3 separate regions of the Rattus norvegicus genome follow, and all the other regions are linked to region 2. Evidence: chromatin contacts called from public Hi-C data. All regions are on one chromosome and are shown on one strand. Each heading gives the region's core, a stretch centred on a gene start, on an enhancer-like site or on the middle of the called end of the contact. The rest is flanking DNA. Distances are from core to core; before and after follow the strand shown.

The links. Hi-C and Micro-C count contacts between places; a contact is called where the count stands out from the background.
Region 1: a Hi-C map of prefrontal cortex shows a contact between it and region 2, with 3 times the contacts expected there. The contact joins the promoter of Uhrf2 here to the promoter of Ranbp6 in region 2. A contact is called at or near these places in 2 of 12 Hi-C or Micro-C datasets (mammary epithelial cells and prefrontal cortex) and 1 of 1 datasets of contacts at active chromatin or transcription factors (oligodendrocytes).
Region 3: a contact with region 2 is called in a Hi-C map of mammary epithelial cells, with 2.0 times the contacts expected there. The contact joins the promoter of Ermp1 here to the promoter of Ranbp6 in region 2. A contact is called at or near these places in 3 of 12 Hi-C or Micro-C datasets (the A7r5 cell line, the Rat2 cell line and mammary epithelial cells).

What each region holds. Positions count from the first base shown.
Region 1 is chr1:237,227,223-237,231,209 of GRCr8, reverse strand. Uhrf2 (ubiquitin like with PHD and ring finger domains 2) reads right to left here and starts at 2,735. Exons shown (of 16, transcript NM_001107585.1): 1 at 2,269-2,735. The coding sequence starts at 2,421.
Region 2 is chr1:236,987,888-236,992,096 of GRCr8, reverse strand. It overlaps Ranbp6 (RAN binding protein 6), which reads left to right and starts at 1,646. Exons shown (of 1, transcript NM_001107584.1): 1 at 1,646-4,209. The coding sequence starts at 1,646.
Region 3 is chr1:236,833,159-236,837,181 of GRCr8, reverse strand. It overlaps Ermp1 (endoplasmic reticulum metallopeptidase 1), which reads left to right and starts at 1,570. Exons shown (of 15, transcript NM_184050.2): 1 at 1,570-1,906; 2 at 3,536-3,837. The coding sequence starts at 1,587.

The DNA of each region.
Region 1 (3,987 bases), core at 1,486-3,985, 240 kb before region 2:
TTAGTTTTTCTTCCAATATGGTTCATATTCCACATCTACAATCTATTTAAGGCTACCCCAAATTGTTGACAAGAGAAGGCAGGGAAACTGGAATTCTTTTATAAGTCTCAGGAGCTCCACATTCTGAGACTGAAAGATCAAAGTCCAGTGTGCGGTACGTAAGATCCAACAATGCAAATCTTATCAAAGACCATGTCTAGCTAAGGAGATGGCTCAGTGGTTAAGAGCACTGGCTGCTTTTCCAGAAGACAAGGGTTGATTCCCAGCACCCACAGAGTAGCTCACAGCCATCTCTAACTCCAGTTCCAGGAGATCTGATGCCCTAAAGTCCTCTTCCAGCCTTTGTAGCAACCAGGCATGCATATGGTGCAAAGACATCACATGTGCAAAACAACCATACACACTGAAAGAAAAATTAGAGCTCCTTTCACTGTTTTTCAAACTTCACTGTTTTACTTATAACGTTATAACAAAGCATATGAGAAAGACACCTTTTTTCTATTAAACGTAAACTCACTTCAAAGGCAATGGCTAGCCCTGTGGAACCACCTGAATTCTATGCCTGCTAAAGACATGCTTTGCTATCTCCATCATCTGGAAAACATCAGAGACAAAAGGAGATTAATAATTGCTGCCCCAGCTAGTATCATTCATAAAAAATAAATAAATAATTTTCCTTTTCTGGTGTTCAAGTCAACGGCCGGCACTGGAATTCTATTTTTACCCTTAATGGTTCATTATTGGGCTGGGGAGAGAGAAGTAGTGAACTACTAACAATGGGGGGAGGAGCAGGCCACTAGAGTTCTCTCCCCTCAACCAGGAACCATTTTCTGATTATTAGCGTAAGTCTATTTTGTAAATCCTGAATTTAAAGCAATGTTATTTGGACTGTTGTCCACTAATACATTTTCATCTTTCATTTCTACCTCTTGTACTGGAGTCACCCAAGTATTCTAGGAATCAGTGCACAGTATTATTATTTGCATGGCGTTCACTGATAGCCAAAGGAAAAGCTATCAGCCACTTGAGGCACAGCAACACGGTGCTACGCAGTACTGACTACAGATATGACTGTTTCAAAACAAACCTTCCAGTCAAGTGAGCGCTTTATTCGTCAAGCACTGAAGAATCAATATAAAGCTGGCTACAACAGGAGCAGAAAGTGTTATAGGTTTTCTCTGAGAAAGAGGTCTTCCAAACACTTTAACAAAACAAAACCCTGTTTTTTTTCCTTTCCCATCGAATAATCTTAGAAAATTTGGCCAGTCATAGAGGTTGTAAATCTGTGAAGGGAATAAAAATATTCCTTCCAAACCCTTTGTGGCTTATAGGCTACTTCCATCGAATCAGAGAGAACTGCATTTAATTCAAAACTCAGGACTAGGGCCAATCTGTGGTCTATGGACTACAGGATGCCAACTTTTTCAGTGGTCTAAAGACAAAGACAAGAAAAACAATATGGGTCTGGGTGTCTTGTCATAGACTTACTGGACAGGAAAAGCCTTAGCCTCAACAGGCAGGGCCATAGTTAAATTAACGGAGATGCCCAGAAGCACCCTTGTGGCCCCAAAATACTTTCTGGCTTTTTTGAATGACTATGCTGAAGGACTTGAGTTGAAAGCCCGAACTTAGGGAACACACAAAGATGAGAGGTAAAGTCTATAGGGGAAAAATCTGTCCCTAGACTCAACAGACTTAAACCCGACTTCAGGTTATAACCCTCGATCCTTGAATTAAGGTCTAAAATCTTCTACAGAACAAATTTCCTATCTGAGACTGACGACGAGGAAGAAGGGACACGCATTCTGCCACCGTTCGGATCTTCAGTGTGCTCAAATCCTTCTAGGGAGGGAACAGGGTTAAGGTGCCTCACTTTCCATACCGGATCTAAGAGCCTGGGGGCAAGGAAGAGAGGCAAGTCCTCATAGAAGTCGATGCAGCACTGCGAATAAAGCCAGATCGTCCCTCCGGCGACCCGGCATGGCTGCCGGACGGAGCCTGTTGCCTTTCCAGGCTCCGATTCCCCCCAAAGGCGGGAAGAAAGGCCCCCAGGACCCTCGGAGGCTGTGCCTGTGGCCGCTGCCCCGCTACACACCGCGCCCTGCACCCCGCCAGGGCTTCCGATCCGCTAGGCGCATTTGTAGGTGGGGGCCCCACGGCCGGAGGCCGGGGCCCCGCAAGCAGCCCATCCCGAGTGCAGCCCTGGACACCTAGGCTCGTCCCGGGTCGCCGGCTACTCGAGCCCGCGTTTCCCGCGGGGCGCCTCACCTGCTTGCCCCGGTAGAACAGGCGCTGGCACTCGGGCCTTACGTCGAACAGCGCCCACACCCTCTCGCGCAGCTCCTCGATGGTGGCTTTGCGAGAAACGTCCTCGATGGTGCGCGTCTGGGAGCCGTCGATGGTGCGGACCTGGATCCACATCGCGGCACCGGGATAGGGGACCGACCCCCTTTGTCTACCCCTGCGCTCGGGCCGCCGCGCCCCGCCCGGCCCCTGCCGCCTCCTCTGAAGGATCCGGTTCTCTGCGGCGGCTCGGCGAACGCGGGCGAAGACTGACGCTCTAGACCGTTCGACCGCCCACTCTCTCCGAGGTGGAAGGAAACCGGAACCCGCCCGAGTTGCTAGCGCAGCCTGCGCCTCACAAATAGGAAGAAGCCATGTCTCGGCGGCGCGGAGTGTTTACTTATAGAGATGCAGCTCCCACATGGAGGTCACGGCGCCAACCCGGATCTCGCGAGATCCACGCGGGGCTCCGCCCCACGCACGGCCCAGAGCGCTAATATAGGAAAGGGCGGGGCCTCCAGAGCCGTTACTTGGAGGAGGGCGGGGCACGGCAGGCTTGCAGGGTCTCGCTCGCCCTCTGCCCTCGTACGCCACCGCGCAGTCTCTAAGGCCGATGCTCTATGGTCTCAAAACGACACTAACAATAGCCACCCCTGCTGCGCGCTGGCGTGAGCGAGAAATGGGGGCGCAGCCTACATTCCCGAGACTTAACACAAGGATTTGCGCCCGCCACGCGGCCTGGCGGGACCTCTCCCGGGGGGCGTCGGCTTCATGGACACGCTTCCCGCGCGTCCCTCCCTCGGAAAGCCGCTTCCGGGAGGCCCCAGGACAGAGGCCTCGCAGCTACGCTTCCCAACCATGGAGCAGGAACTGGACGTGACGGAGTGGGCCTTGTGCGCTAAGGGCGCCTTTGGCTCTTTAGCAGGGATCCTGGGTTTGCAGAACTATACATCTCCGATCTAAAAGAAGATCCCAGGGCAGAGATATGGCTCCCCACACATGAGGATCATCTAAAAATGGAAAGCTTATGAGAGAAAGCGACGCAAACGCGTATCTTACATTCTCTAATACCCGGAATGTAGATATTGAGCCCAGTACTAATCATTCCCGTGAAGAGGCGCAACTTTGCAACAACCAAATTAGTCAAGATGGCCCGATAGGAAAAATGAAATGTGCTTACATATTGCGTTGTCTTGCTGAATATAGATATTCGCCTGGAGCCTCTAAGTCACCTTGCCTGCTTCCTCATTACATTTGGTAGATGACGGGACAGATACATCTGAGAACATCTAATCTGACCCAGGAAGGGATCAACTACTTGTTAAACAGTTAATGCTAGCTAGCGTCTTAGGATGTTAAAGTATTCGTGGTGTACTGCCAATGGTGTGCCGCAGTCTGAAGCCCGCCTTGAATCTTGGGCTCGAGGGTTGGGATGCGCAAGAATTGTAATTTTTTTTTTTCCCTGTTTAACTGATCTTGAACAAATTGCCTCAATTTCCTCTGGGTAAAATAGTGTACATAAACACTTAGTGAATGTTAGTTTCCTGCCGCTCCCTTAGTAGTACACAGTAAGGTATTTTAGAGCATCATTAAGAAAATTTAGATAAACTGGGAATATTCAATGAAGATTGGGGTGCTTAAGAAAAGACTGGGAGTGTGCATTTTCACAAATCAGAAGACAGTATCAGAGGGAGGTTGACTTAA
Region 2 (4,209 bases), core at 397-2,896:
AGCGTTCATTAACATTTCCTAAAACTGCAGATGCAAGGGCTTTGCAGCCAAACTTATTCTAGGAGCAGTAAGAAAGGCAGTGAGTCTGGTACAAGATGAGCTGTAGGTAAGACTTTAGAGTCAGAACAATAATTGATTTGTTCCATAACCATAAGGTTTATGTATTCATATAAAAGCTCTCTGTGCTTATTAATTATGGACGCTTGGGTTTCAGTTCTCAGAATTCCAGTACAGTAGTTTGGAAGCTGGTTCTAACATCTGTATTTTAAAACAAACACCCTAAATGGCCTTGAAACAGTCCACAGAATAAGAATCACTGTTCAGAGACTAGCGTCATATTACAAATTAATTTATGAGACCACTTATCTGGTCAGCCAACTTGTTAACATGAAAATTAGCCTTTGTCCATTTTGTGTGTATAAGCAGCAGAAATTCACAAAACCGAAATTCAGATTTCTTGGCAAAGTTTAAGACAGAACACAATAAATAAAGGTCTCTGATGATGTAGCAAAATCTAGAGCAGTTACAGTGGGAAGTTCTTGGTGACAAACGGTGGCCCCACCTTAAGACTAGGTAGAATTTATCTGTTATCTTAGGCAAGGCCTCCACCTCCCTGGCTGTTCATTTCTTGCCTTAGAGTAGTACTTTATCTGCCTCTGTCAGCCTACAGAATTACCTAAGGCTGAAATGAGAGTGACAATGGCTGACAGAAAGGAAGATCTGATCAGACTGTTACACCTTATAATTATGGTTTCAAGTAACACATCTGCCTAAATAAAAGATACATAGCCTCAGGGAATTTGTTCTTAGGATAACCTTTGCTTCTTCCTATTAACCGGTAATTAGGAATCTAGTACTGTCATATTCCAGGTCAGAAACATGTAAGGAAAATCTTGCGTAACAGAAATACAGTTTATACAGAAAACCTGGATTCAAGAAGCTTCATTATTGCTTCAGATCATCTCTCACCTTACTTGTCTTTCCACTCTCTGTTATAACCCACAGAGCAAGAGATTCTGGTGTATGCCTGAGTTTGAACATCACGGGTTCTACTTCTCTGGGTGTGGTAATGGGGAGGAAATCCCTAACCTTTAATTGAGCTTATTTTGCAAACAGCTTTATTATGGCTTGACTCATTATACCCAGTTAACAATTTAAATTGTATAATTCAGTAGTTCTTAGTATAACGGCATGACATTGGGGAAACCATCATCACTATCAACTGCAGAACATTTTTATCATCCCTCAAGAAGAAATCTCGGACAGCAGTTATACTCATTCCTCCTCCTCCCCCATTCCATAGCAAGTGCAAATTACTGTTTGTATAGATGTGCTTATTCGAGATCTTTTATTTAAAAAAATGGCATCATACAGTATGTAGACTTTCAGAGCGAATTTCTTTCCATCTCCTTCCTGCCTCTACAGGCGCACAAGCATCAGGATCGGAGAACAGAAGGGCGATACCCCTAATAGGCACTCAGCTCCCTCTACCCTGCAAAACTCGGACCCCAGCCTTCCAGCTTTAACCCGCCGCAGCGGAGGGAGCAGCGCCCCACCCATCCCCGTCGTCGCCTCACTGACGTCATTGCTCCCAGACGCAGACTCCCTCCCTCCTTCCCGGTCGCGGTAGCTTTGACAGGGCGCGATGGCGGCGGCCGGGTCTGCAGGGTTGCCGGCGACCATATCGGATAAGCAGGAGTTTTACCAGCTTCTGAAGAACCTGATCAATCCAAGCTGTATGGTGCGGAGGCAAGCCGAGGAGGTCTATGAGAATATCCCAGGTCTGTGTAAGACTACATTCCTCTTAGATGCCGTCCGAAATAGAAGAGCAGGTTATGAGGTGAGACAAATGGCTGCCGCACTGCTACGACGGCTTTTGTCCTCTGGGTTTGAGGAGGTCTATCCAAATCTACCTTCTGAAGTGCAGAGGGATGTCAAGATTGAACTGATATTGGCCGTTAAGTTAGAAACACATGCTAGCATGAGGAAAAAGCTTTGTGATATTTTTGCGGTGCTGGCCAGGAATTTGATAGATGAGAATGGCACTAACCATTGGCCAGAAGGTCTGAAATTCCTCATTGATTCGATCCACTCTAAAAATGTGGTTCTGTGGGAAGTTGCACTTCACGTTTTCTGGCACTTTCCTGGGATTTTTGGGAACCAAGATCGTCACGACTTGGATATCATCAAGAGGTTGTTGGACCAGTGTATTCAAGATCAAGAGCATCCAGCCATCAGGACATTATCTGCTAGAGCTGCGGCTGCGTTTGTCCTTGCTAATGAAAACAATATTGCTCTTTTCAAAGACTTTGCAGATTTGCTTCCTGGAATCTTACAGGCTGTGAATGATTCCTGCTACCAGGATGATGATTCCGTGCTAGAATCCCTTGTTGAGATTGCAGATACTGTACCTAAGTACTTGGGTCCCTATTTAGAAGATACTCTGCAGTTGAGCCTGAAGTTATGTGGAGACTCTAGGCTTAGCAATCTGCAACGCCAGCTGGCTTTGGAAGTAATAGTGACCTTATCGGAAACTGCGACTCCGATGTTGAAAAAGCATACGAATATTATCGCACAGGCTGTGCCTCATATATTAGCAATGATGGTTGATCTTCAAGATGACGATGACTGGGTAAATGCTGATGAAATGGAAGAAGATGATTTTGACAGCAACGCCGTTGCTGCTGAGAGCGCCCTAGACAGACTGGCTTGTGGACTTGGTGGAAAAGTAGTTTTGCCGATGACCAAGGAGCATATCATGCAAATGCTTCAGAGCCATGACTGGAAATGTCGACATGCCGGATTAATGGCCTTATCAGCCATCGGAGAAGGTTGCCATCAGCAAATGGAACCAATTCTAGATGAAACGGTTAACTCGGTTTTGCTTTTTCTTCAGGATCCTCATCCAAGGGTAAGGGCTGCTGCCTGTACTACACTTGGACAGATGGCTACAGATTTTGCACCTAGTTTCCAAAAGAAATTCCATGAAATAGTGATTACAGCTTTGTTGCGAACCATGGAAAACCAAGGTAATCAGCGTGTGCAATCTCAGGCCGCTTCTGCTCTTGTTATTTTTATTGAAGACTGCCCCAAATCATTGCTAATCCTATATTTGGAAAATATGGTAAAAAGTCTCCAATCCATCTTGGTAATTAAACTTCAAGAGCTGATTCGGAATGGAACCAAGTTGGCCTTAGAACAACTCGTGACAACCATTGCCTCGGTGGCAGATGTAATAGAAGAAAACTTTATTCCATATTATGATATATTTATGCCCTCACTCAAACACGTTGTTGAGCTCGCTGTTCAAAAGGAACTTAAGCTTCTTCGAGGAAAAACTATTGAGTGCATTAGCCATGTTGGACTGGCTGTGGGGAAGGAAAAATTTATGCAAGATGCATCGAATGTGATGCAGATACTGTTGAAGACACAATCAGACTTAAATAACATGGAAGAAGACGACCCTCAGACTTCTTACATGGTTTCAGCGTGGGCCAGAATGTGTAAGATCCTTGGAAAAGACTTTGAACAATATCTCCCGCTGGTTATTGAGCCTCTTATCAAGACTGCTTCAGCTAAGCCTGATGTCGCACTCTTAGACACACAGGATGTGGAGAACATGAGTGATGACGAGGGCTGGCAGTTTGTAAACCTCGGAGACCAGCAAAGCTTTGGCATTAAAACTTCAGGACTTGAAGCAAAAGCAACTGCTTGCCAGATGTTGGTTTACTATGCTAAGGAGTTAAGAGAAGGATTTGTGGAATACACAGAGCAAGTTGTGAAGATGATGGTTCCTCTGCTGAAGTTTTATTTTCATGACAATGTTCGCATGGCAGCAGCAGAAGCCATGCCCTTTCTCTTAGAATGTGCAAGAATTCGTGGCTCAGAGTATCTTTCACAGATGTGGCAGTTTATATGTGATCCCTTAATCAAGGCGATTGGAACCGAACCCGACACAGATGTGCTCTCAGAAATAATGAATTCTTTTGCCAAGTCCATTGAGGTAATGGGAGATGGTTGTCTCAACGATGAACACTTGGAAGAGCTGGGAGGAATTTTGAAGGCAAAACTTGAAGGGCACTTTAAAAACCAAGAGTTACGGCAAGTAAAAAGGCAAGAAGAAAATTATGACCAGCAGGTTGAAATGTCTCTTCAAGATGAGGATGAATGTGATGTTTACATTCTGACCAAAGTATCAGATATTTTGCA
Region 3 (4,023 bases), core at 321-2,820, 150 kb after region 2:
TCGGCTCCACGGAGGCGATGGGGGTGGGGATATGCTGGGCTGCTCCTCATGACTACTAGTTCAACCTGCTTTTTTATAGAACCCAGAAACAAACAGCTCAGGGATGTCTCCACCCACCAAGGGCTGGGTCCTCCCCCACCAATCACTAATTAGGAAAATACCCTACAGTTAGGTTGTATGGAATCATTTTCTCAATTGAGGTTCCTTCCTTTAAGATAACTCTAGCTCGGGGTTGGGGGTTTAGCTCAGTGGTAAAGCGCTTGCCTAGCAAGCACAAGGCCCTGGGTTTGGTCCCCAGCTCCGAAATAAAGAAAAAAAAAAAAGATAACTCTAGCTTGTGTGTCAAGTTGACATAGGACTAGCCGGCACAAGTGTGGTTCATATGAAGTGTTTGCATGCGTGTTTGTAAGAATCGTGTGTTTGTAAGGGCACATGCCTGTGTGTTTAGGTCAGTAGACACCTTGTGGGAGTTGGTTCTCCCCTTCTATCATGGCACCTGGAATTGAGGTGGTCAGGCTTTGGGGGGGGGGAGAGCTGGGGACAAGCACATTTTACCTTCTGATCCATCTTGCTGGCCCAAGAATGTCTTTTCAGAACCTTTGTTTCTAGTGCCCTGTGCTGTCTTGGGAACTCACTCGTTCTTCGGTTGCTGCCTTTATGCTCTTCAGTATTAAATAGGAACAAAGATATTTCCTTTTCAAAGTTTGTACTTAGCTGCGTGACTCAGTAGCTATTCATTAAATTAAAGGTATTTTTGTCTGTTAAGTGAAGACAGCACTAGCCCTGGTTATTGAGTTCTGTGTCTCTCTTTTTCCTTTCCTTCCTCCTTTTCCCACTCACCTTTTGTAGCCCTGGCTGGCCTGGAACTCGCTATGTAGACCAGGCAGGACTCTAATTTATGTAAATCCAGTTTGTTCCTCCTGAGTGCTGGGATAAAAAAAATGCTTTTATTTATTTATTTATTTATTTATTTATTTATTTATTACTTATTCATTATTTTTTAAAGACAGAATCTTCGTTATGTATTCCACTCTGGGCACAAAATAGGGATCCTCGGGGTTGGGGATTTAGCTCAGTGGTAGAGCGCTTGTCTAGCAAGCACAAGGCCCTGGGTTCGGTCCCCAGCTCTGAAAAAAAGAAAAAAGAAAAAAAAAAGAAGAAAAAAAATAGGGATCCTCCTGTGGCCATCCTTCCTAGTGCCAGGATTACAGCTTTGTTCATCCAGTCCTGGTTGTGAAGTCTTACTTATTGTTTTGGTAGTCAGAATCCTACTTTTCCTACTATTCATCAGCCCAGCGCAGGATAAATGCCTCGTGTGTTCTGTTAAAGCGGCCTTGCATTTTTCTCTTGTTTGGGGCTGCTCATTTCTAGGTTTACGGGTGTTTTCCCCTTTGACAGTCTGCGTGTCAGTCAGCCTGTGCCACCAAAGATTTCAGACTGAAGCACCGGGGAACAGCTAGGCGGACCAGCCAATCAGAAGAAATTTGGCCCTCTGCAGTTTCCGTCCGCTCACTAGGAGGCGCTGCGGAGGCCGCGGTGGCCCGGACTGTCGCGGGCTGGGGCGGTTGGTGGTGGCAGCTGCCGCCATGGAGTGGAGCTCGGAGTCGGCGGCCGTGCGGCGGCACCGCGGCACCGCGGAGCGGCGGGAGGGTCAGGCGGCCGCGTCGCACCCGCAGAGAGAGGCCTCAGCGCAGGAGGATGCGAGGGGCGGCGGGAGGATGCGGGGGAGGACGGAGAGCGGCGGCGAGAGCCGGGGTGCGAAGACCGCGCTGTCCGAGGCGCGCACGGCGCTGGCGCTCGCACTCTACCTGCTCGCTCTGCGGGCGCTCGTGCAGCTGTCGCTGCAGCGGCTGGTGCTGAGCCGGACCTCGGGGCTCCAGGGCGAGTTCGATGCGCGCCAAGCCAGGTACGGTCGATCGGCCGGGCCGCGAGTCCTCCGCGGCCCCAGGCGAGTGAGCCCGGGGTGGGGGAGCGCCGGGTCGGTGAGTCCCGCGCGGGTGAGCTGGGAGCCACTGTGCCCTGGCGAGGGAGTCAGGCCGTGGTATGCAGAGTCCCGGGATCCTTGGGCGCACGTCGGTGGGAAGTGGGATGGTCCCGAGCGTCCTTTTGAGGTCTGAATTGCCGGTACCGGGGACTTGCCAGTCTCCCTCTTTCGCTTTCTCGGGGTGGCCAGATCAATTGAGTCTGCTTTATCATCCACTCTGTTCCTCCTGCAGATGATTGGTTGTTCACACGCTTTAGTCATCCATTCTCTTTTTCTCGAGCAACTTCCACTTTTTAACTTTGGTTAGTTCTCAGCTTTTAAAATGAGGTGGAGAGTGAGGTGTTTGTGCCAGGCTGCATTACCAAGTCTTTCTGGGACGGTGTTGGGAAGGAGTAATGTAGTGTGTGTGCTACCTTTCTAAGCACCACAGCCCTCAAATCTGAAAGCGGAGGAGGGAGACTCGGTACGTCCGCTCAGAATTATGCCTATAATTTCTGAAGGTCTCAGATGAGGTCTGTGGCTCTTCTGTACTACGGATTGTATAGGTTCAACATTTTTTATTTATTTATTTATTTATTTATTTTTCGAGACAAAGTTTTTCAGTGTAGCCCTGACTGGAACTCGCTCTGTAGACCAAGTTGGCCTCTGACTCACAGAAATCCTTCTGCCTCTACCTCTCAGGTGCTGGGATTGAAGGTCTGCACCTCCACTGCTAGCCAAGGGTTCAACATTCTTTTTTTAAAGATGACCTCAGGTGCACTTGGAAATATGAGCTCTTTGATAACTGTAACTTGCATCCTAAATCATGAATCCTAAGCTAGTAGGAAATTTTTAATGACCTATTTTGTTTTAAAATTGCTTCTTTGGATGATTTTACATAGAGGTTTTTGGATGGCACCTTTTGTCTCCCTTCCTGTCCCACCCCTCCCCCACTGGAATAGGGTTAGTTTTGGCCTAAACTGAAGTTATTAGGTTTAGTGTGTACGGTGAGAGGCTTGGGTAAACCTTCAGAAGTTTACCACGCCCACTTGATGGCATCTCATGGTTATACGAATGGTTTCAGCCACTTAGACCCAGTAAGGGACAATCCGTAACCATCGGTAGGAGTCAGGCCGGTGAAGCCCTGTCATCCTGCCTTCAGCAGTCACACCTACTGAATGTAAGCTCTGGTCTTGGTACTGACTTGGTATGGTGTCAAGGGAGAAAAGTTTGAAAGTATTAGTTCCTGGAACCCAGTATAAAATGATGAAGCTTCCAGATCATTTTCTTGAGATGTCTGATTTTTTTTTTAAACACCTTTATAGTTTCAAATCTCAAGAGTTAGAGGTAGGGGGTCTCGGTGAGTTCAAGGCCAGCCTAGTCTGTATAGTGAGAGCCAGGGCAGCTAGAGATCATGCCTCAAGGTGGAGGGGAGGCACAGTGTTTTTTTTTTTTTTTCCCCCAAGAAGTCAGAAGAGCTAAACTTTCTGAAGCACAGTGGAGAGGTGTTCCAAGCTGTGCTGGTGTTAAGTTTTCGGGCATTTGTCATCATCATCCTTTGACTGTTTCCAGGGTTTATCTGGAACACATAACGGCCATCGGCCCCAGGACTACAGGAAGCGCAGAAAATGAAATCCTGACGGTCCAGTACCTTTTGGAGCAGATCACGCTGATAGAAGAACAGAGCAACAGCCTCCACAGAATCTCAGTAGATGTACAGCGGCCTACCGGCTCCTTTAGCATTGACTTCTTGGGGGGCTTTACGAGCTACTACGACAACATTACTAATGTCGTGGTGAAGCTGGAGCCCCAAGATGGAGCCAAGTACGCTGTCCTGGCTAACTGTCACTTTGACTCAGTGGCAAATTCACCAGGTATGTACTTGTATTTAGTCATTTAAAGTCACAAAGATTCAGCCCAGAAAGCTTATTAACCTAGCCCCATGTAAGGACCATTCTTCTTTGACCAGCTTTTCTTATTGTGATAGATGGGAAGCTAATTAAGTCCAGTGTAGAATGTAACGATTTAAAATCCCCTAAGTTTATTATTGTTACTACTGC